Regions from separate parts of the Gossypium hirsutum genome. Here region 2 is linked to region 1. Evidence: chromatin contacts called from public Hi-C data. All regions are on one chromosome and are shown on one strand. The core of a region is the stretch at or near the end of the contact, and the rest is flanking DNA. Distances in the headings are between cores, read along the strand shown. Region 1 holds the start of LOC107933140 (autophagy-related protein 101). Region 2 holds the start of LOC107933183 (serine/threonine-protein kinase SRK2I-like).

Region 1 (3,529 bases), core at 369-2,868:
ATTAAACTTCTAATTTGTTTAAATAAAAAGTAATTCTAGTTGAACTAAACCTTCTTGCCAACTAAGAAACATAAACCTTCTAATCAATCTAAAACACTTAAAAATATCCTAAAATCTAGAATAAATAAATAAAAATAAAATTTAATAAATAAAAATAAAATTTAATAAATAAAATATTGGGTTCATATATAATCAAAATAAGTCTTAAAATCGAACCCAATATGATTTAAACATGAATGAAAACTCGTAGTTCCCGTAATAATCCCATCCAGAAATTTATGTTTGTGTAGTTTTCACTAAAACAACCATAACTTGACCTCTTGAACTTGAAATAAGGTGATTCAAAGTGCGTTTCAAAACTAAAAAATAGTTATTTCATCGATCAAAGACATCTTGACAGAAAAATACTTGGATCTCATATAAAAATGCGTCGTAAGTTAATTGATTTTTCAAACTTAAAAAAATTGGTAGCTTTGATGAATTGAATTTAATAAATTTTCACCTTATCCATGCATGTATTAAGGAGACCTAGTTTAGGACTTGGGCTAATGGTGTAACACGAAAGGGCGGTTGAGAGGAGATTGTGTGTAACTTGGGAGAGTTGAAGACATGGTCAGTAAGGGTTAATAGAAAGGGATGGTGCTGAAAGGTATGATAGCGGCTAGAGGGAGCAGGGTGGCGCTGCAAGGGACGTAGAATGAGGTAGTGGTGAATTGATATTGCAACAATGGTGGTTTGTTTTTAATAGTAAGGGAAAGTGGTGATGGAACAAAAGAAGTGTGGCGAATTGTGTGAGAGGAAGGTGGCGGTGTTGGGCAATGCGCTTGAGGCAATGATGGGATGATGATGGTGGCGTGAGAAGGGTGCAACAGGGGGCTTTTTCTTTCTTGGGCAAGGCATGGTCGGGGTGGGGGGAATTTTGGTGGAAAAGAAGGATTTTAATTGGTTAAGGATTTGGGTAGAAAAAGAATTCGATTAGTCAAGGAAGTTTGATTTAATTAGTGCAAATTTTAATTTTTTCTGAATCCTATTAAAATGAAAAATTTTGTAAATATTTAAAATTAAATTTGTAGAATTTTTTAAATCTAATTGCTAAAATGTGTAAATATTGGAAGGTCAAATTTGTTATTATGTGAATAAAAAAGTCGATGTTAGACTTGCATTATCGACTTAACGGTATGATGATTAAAAAAATTAATTTTGAAAACTTTAGTGACTAAATAAAAAAAATTATAGTTGGGTGACCAAACTAAAAACACTCTCATAATTAGGTCACCATTCATGGAATTTACCCTAGTTTTTAGTATATATTTAAAAAAAAATGAATTTTATAGGAGGGAAGAAAACATTTGGGTATCAAGATCGAAATCAAAAACAAAAATATCCAAGAAAGTTTGGGATGAAAGGGTTTGGAATGTATATACCGGATTGCCATTCCGGCGGGCCTTAAACAGACCTGTGAACTGAATTGAATTTTCTTAAATCAAACCAATGAACCACTCAACCAAAACTATGGGCCATATCGGACCTTCTTTAGCAGTTCTGGACTTTAGGCACGGCCCCTCAATGAGTCCCATCTTTTTTCAATTGTGAAATAAACAAATATACAATCAGAACTGGGAAAATGAAAAAGCATAAGACGTCGTTGCGATAGCCGGAGTTAACACGTTATTAATCATGCTTATGTAAGCCACCTTATTTTTATTATCCAAACGCCATTAAAGAAAGAAAAAAAAAAGTGAGACAGATATATCCAAGCCTAAACAAAGTAAAAGGCACACACTCTGCCGATTAAAAGATCGATTAAGCAAAAAAGTAAAACAAGTTTCGATTGAAATCTAGGGTTTGATCCATCCAATTTTCTTCGATCTCTTTTTTTTTCTCTTTTAGTTTCTTCTGGGTTTCCCTCTTTAAACAATTATCATGAACTGCGAAGTCTGCCAACTCAAAGAACTGGTAATCAAAATTTTCTCTTTTACTGTTTTATTTCACTCTTAAATATTAAGACATACTATTTATTCTTCTGATTGAAATTTTCCTTTACTTTTCGCTAAATTTAACAATATCCTATTTAGGAAGTGGAGCATTTTGAAATTCGCGAAGTTTTGCGCTGTAAGTCCTCTCTTCAATTTCTATATTTGTTCCTTTTTTAAGTAATTAATTTCGTTTATTAAACGTTCTCTCTTTTTTGTAGTTTTTTTTATTTGATTAACTTGACCTGTTAAAAGTTTTTCTTTTTCCCTTTTAAATCCATGATGGCAGGCATTTTACATACAATAGTGTTTCATAGAGCATTAGGTCTAGTTCGGCCCAAAGATGTGGATTTGGAGCTTTTTGAAATTACTTATGTAAGTCATTCATGTCTTCAGTTTTTACTTCTCCAATCGAAATCACTGCTTTTATTTCCTGATTTTTCTCTGGCGTTTTGCATGTTTCCCAAATTCGTATTTTGTAATAATTAGGTGCAATGTGGGGATGTGGAACTTGAGAAGAAAATAGATGAGAAGATTGATCATTTCATAAGTTGGGTGGAAAAACATCCCAATAAGAAAAGTCAGGTCTGTTATGTCTATTCGCTTATAGTTTTCAGGTTTTTGTTTCGGATATGGTCGCCGTTGCATCTTATTTTATGTTTAGGTTTTATTTTTGCTTATGTTGCATTTGCATGATATATGGTCGTAGCCTTTTACATTTTAGCTTGTATCTTGTCTTCAATATGAATTCTTTACTTGTGTTTGTGCTATAGATATGCTTATCGTTTTATGAGGTGAAAAGCAAGCAGCCATCTTGGTTCACTAATAAAACCGAGCGCTTATATTGGGAGCAATGGTATATCAATTTGAATGTTACTCAACACCCAAAACACCATTCAAGCAAATCTCATCATACCAAACTGGTCGTTGACCCCGGAGGTATAACCTTGTTTATGCCCTTAACTTTAAAAATTGTAAATTGCTTTTGCTTTCTTTAAAATCTATCTTCCTCCTGTTATGATTGTTTATGTTCATTAATATAGAGAGTGCTACTGAGGAGAGAAGTTCTCGTAGAGCAATGGTTGAAGCATCTCTTCGAGAGGTTCTGTTTCAAATAATAAAGTTTGTTAATGAGAAGAAGGACCATGTGCCCCCCATATCCGAGGGTGTCATTTATTTTCCATATGAAATTACCATACCAAGGTCAGCTCTCTCTTCATTATACCTTCTGTTTTCAGGTTATTTGTAAAATGAATTATTGTAGTAGAAAGCTGCTTTGTTATTTCTGCTCTTTTCTACCGGAACTTTGGTGTTTCTGGTCAAAATCATCTCTTGTGAAACATAAAGTTGGAAAGACCAAAGAGCATAAAAGAGTCATGTCTGAGAAGTTAGTGAAATATATTTAAAAGATTTTAACGACGAATGTTTAAAAGATTTTAATGGAGGAGTCTGACTGCATATTCTGACTCACTTTAGGGATAAAACAGCAGTGGATTGTTCTTGAATATAGTAAAATTTACTGTCTAGCATTAAACATATTATTCCTATTGTTATCT
Region 2 (3,529 bases), core at 471-2,970, 320 kb before region 1:
AAGCTCCATTTTACATTAATATAAATAATTATTAATTGATAAGCAATAATATTTCAAAAAAATGAAAAATATTCACAACTGTTATTAAATATCAAATAATAATTTTAGGCAAAAAGAAAATCAAATAAAAATGGAAGTGGGATATATCAACTAATAATAATGGAAACTTGTGCGAACCTATAAAAATATAAATTTTTTTTATACTAGATTGAGTGCTAAATCTTAATTTTAATTGATAAACAGTTGTAAATTTAAGTATATAATTGTAAAATTAATTAATTAAATAATTTTTAGTTGATAAGCATAATATTTCAAGAAAAGTGAAAATATTCACAATTGTGCAAAGTAAGTGGTTTTAACTATCAAATAATAAAAATAGAAGGTTTTTTTTTTCTTTTGTGTGAACTTGTTCATTATTACTAGAATTATTTTCATACCAATGTATCTAGTTGAAGTGTTAAATCTCAATTTTAATTAATATACAATTATAAAATTAATTAAATAATAATTAATATAAAATAATAGGTATACAATTGTAAAGTTAATTAAGTAATAATTAATATGAAATAATAAGTATAAATTAATATGAATACAAAGTCTATTTTATTTTACAGTTTAAATTAAATCGTGTTCAAGCGGAAGAAATATTTAAAAAAATCATTTAAAGAATATTGACTCTAAAATTTAAATTTAATTCAAATATATGAGGAATAAATCTACTTTCATAAAATATTTTTAATTTTAATTGGGAATTTAATAATATAATGGAGAGTTTGATAATTTAATAATATAATGGAGAGTTTGATAAATTATAGATTATAAGTGTGTTTGACATAGTTATTCATTGTGCTCATGGAATCTATTCTTATCATATGCCAGTTTTCTTTACTTGGAAAAATACTGCTTGGAAGTCAGAAACTTTCCTTTGTTCCCAAGGCCGTTTTGCCCACGAATGGGGACAATCTATTCCACCTGATTTTACCAAAACATCCTTTTCAGGGAATTATCCTATGCGTGCTCTGCACGCTAACTCTCATGCTCTCACATGCTTTTCAATTTCATCAATTAAAAACGCAATCTAATTTCAATATTATTATAGATGGTATTTTTTTAAAAAAATTAAAATCTATTTTAAACAAATGAGATGGTTGCGTGTTAATTTGGACAATAATAAAGCCAAAACCGTCCGATCAGTTTTTACAGATAAAAGACAGCATAATACCGAATAAAAATTGTCTTAGCATTTTGCAAAATCACGTGACTCACTCTGCTTTAAAATATTATCCAAATAAAGGACATTTAAGTCATTCTATTTTCTTATTCGACAATTTCTGAATATATAAGAAAACAATAATAAAAACTAATCCACAAATAATAAGACAACCATAAAAAGAAGCCAATTCTATTGGTTACCCACTACGCAACAACCTCCAAACGACGCCGTACTCCTCTTATCCTCCTCTGCTTCTACCAGATATTTCCTTGGCATTATCCCCCCTTCCTCTTCCCCAAAAGCTCCGCTCCTCCATGAACCACTCTTATCAATCTCCAATCAACTAATAACCTTTCCTTCCCTTCTTCTTCTTGTTGTTGTTATTATTAACGGACTCGTTTAACTCAGTGATTCGTCCAAGAAGCCACTGAGTCCGGTGATGTGGTCCTGAGTTCTTCTTTCTTTGAAGGGGGTAGAATCGGAAACTGAAAAAAAGAGAGACAAAAATGGATCGAGCAGACTTGACGGTCGGACCGGCTATGGATATGCCGATTATGCACGACGGTGACCGTTACGATTTCGTTAGAGATATCGGATCGGGTAATTTCGGAGTTGCCCGACTTATGACAGATAAGGTTACCAAGGAGCTCGTCGCTGTCAAGTACATCGAAAGAGGCCGTAAGGTTTAGCTTCTTATTTCAAAAAACAATGATCTCTTTCCTTTTCCTTTTTCTCTGTGCTTTTGGTCTATTTATGGAAATATGCTCATTTCGATTATTACGATATTTATTGAAGATAATGTTTTCTCTCTTCTTCTTTTTTGTTCCTAACTTGTTGCAATTTATTGTCGGGAGTTATATTAATTTTATTAATTTCGGAAATGTTTTATTTGGTAGTATAATAATTAATTATCAATCCAAAAAATAAAAGAAGATACCGACTTTTCTGTTTTCTCAAAGCTCAACTACTTCACTAACTTCTTCTTCTTTTTTTTTCCTTTTAATTTGTAATTTTGGCATTAATTTTGTGCTACCTTGTCGTTTTACAGATAGATGAAAATGTTCAAAGAGAAATTATTAATCATAGATCATTGAGGCATCCGAATATTGTTAGATTTAAAGAGGTAACGTTAGTTCTTGATTCAGTTTACTGTTATTTATAATATTTTTTTTGTAAAAATTAAGGTAGTGTTTGATGAACTAACTATAAGACATTGATACTTTAGGTTATTTTAACACCTACTCATCTTGCCATTGTAATGGAGTATGCCTCCGGAGGAGAGCTTTTCGAGCGGATTTGTGCTGCGGGTCGGTTCAATGAGGACGAGGTTTATTTTATTATATTTTGCATTCAATTTTATGTCCCCCTTTTGTTTTGTCTTTAACTTGTATATATCCGTTATTTTGGTGCAGGCTCGGTTCTTCTTCCAACAGCTTATATCCGGCGTTAGTTATTGCCATGCGATGGTAGTTAGAATTTATCCATTTGTCTATGCCTTGAATTGTATTACGTGTAACCTGATAGGTTATTTTGTTTTTGGTTTGTTTTACTTGGTGAAGCAAGTATGCCACCGTGATTTAAAGTTGGAAAACACTTTGCTAGATGGAAGTCCAGCTCCTCGGCTTAAGATATGTGATTTTGGGTACTCGAAGGTATAGTCCTTTGTTGTTATCTTATCATTCGATGAGGTTACGCTTATACTTTGTATAATATGGTACTTTATGAACTATCTTTGGTGATGTGGTATTTATTCTATATTGTGTCATGGATTCATTGTTTTAAAAAAAATGTTGAGCTCATTTGATTCTGTCCTGGAAATGGTACCACTTATTATATTTGATGGAATAGCTTGTTATTTGTTAAGAATTATTTCCTTTTTTTTTCTTTTTTTTTTCTGATTATCTTTATGGTTATTGAAGATCATTTTCATGTTTATGTGTTTGATTTTTGTTCTTCTTCTCAGTCTTCAGTTCTTCATTCGCAACCAAAATCCACGGTTGGAACTCCTGCATACATTGCTCCTGAAGTACTCCTAAGGAAAGAATATGATGGCAAGGTATATTTATGAGATGTTCAGATTGGTTTAGAATGTCAGTTTACCATTCACTGGCAATTCCTGGTTAAGACTTAAGTAGTAGATTTTCAATGGGCTGGTCATGGCGTTCTAGTTGTGTGTTTGGGTGAAAATGACATCAAATTGATGGTTTTTCACCTGTTAGTTGATCTAAACTTTAGTTTACCATTCATAGCATGTGTAAGATGGTAGTTGCTAGAAATGCTGCCTATGAATGATCCCCTCCTGCCAAGGCAGTCCTT

What was found. A called contact is a pair of places that touch in the nucleus more often than the background predicts.
Region 2: a contact with region 1 is called in a Hi-C map of leaf, with 3 times the contacts expected there. The contact joins the promoter of LOC107933183 here to the promoter of LOC107933140 in region 1. A contact is called at or near these places in 5 of 34 Hi-C or Micro-C datasets (callus, hypocotyl and leaf).

What each region holds. Positions count from the first base shown.
Region 1 is chrA12:18,289,018-18,292,546 of Gossypium_hirsutum_v2.1, reverse strand. LOC107933140 (autophagy-related protein 101) reads left to right here and starts at 1,618. Exons shown (of 7, transcript XM_016865300.2): 1 at 1,618-1,956; 2 at 2,076-2,112; 3 at 2,263-2,348; 4 at 2,463-2,558; 5 at 2,747-2,912; 6 at 3,017-3,176. The coding sequence starts at 1,924.
Region 2 is chrA12:18,605,516-18,609,044 of Gossypium_hirsutum_v2.1, reverse strand. It overlaps LOC107933183 (serine/threonine-protein kinase SRK2I-like), which reads left to right and starts at 1,720. Exons shown (of 9, transcript NM_001327364.1): 1 at 1,720-1,896; 2 at 2,262-2,336; 3 at 2,439-2,540; 4 at 2,626-2,679; 5 at 2,773-2,865; 6 at 3,177-3,269. The coding sequence starts at 1,720.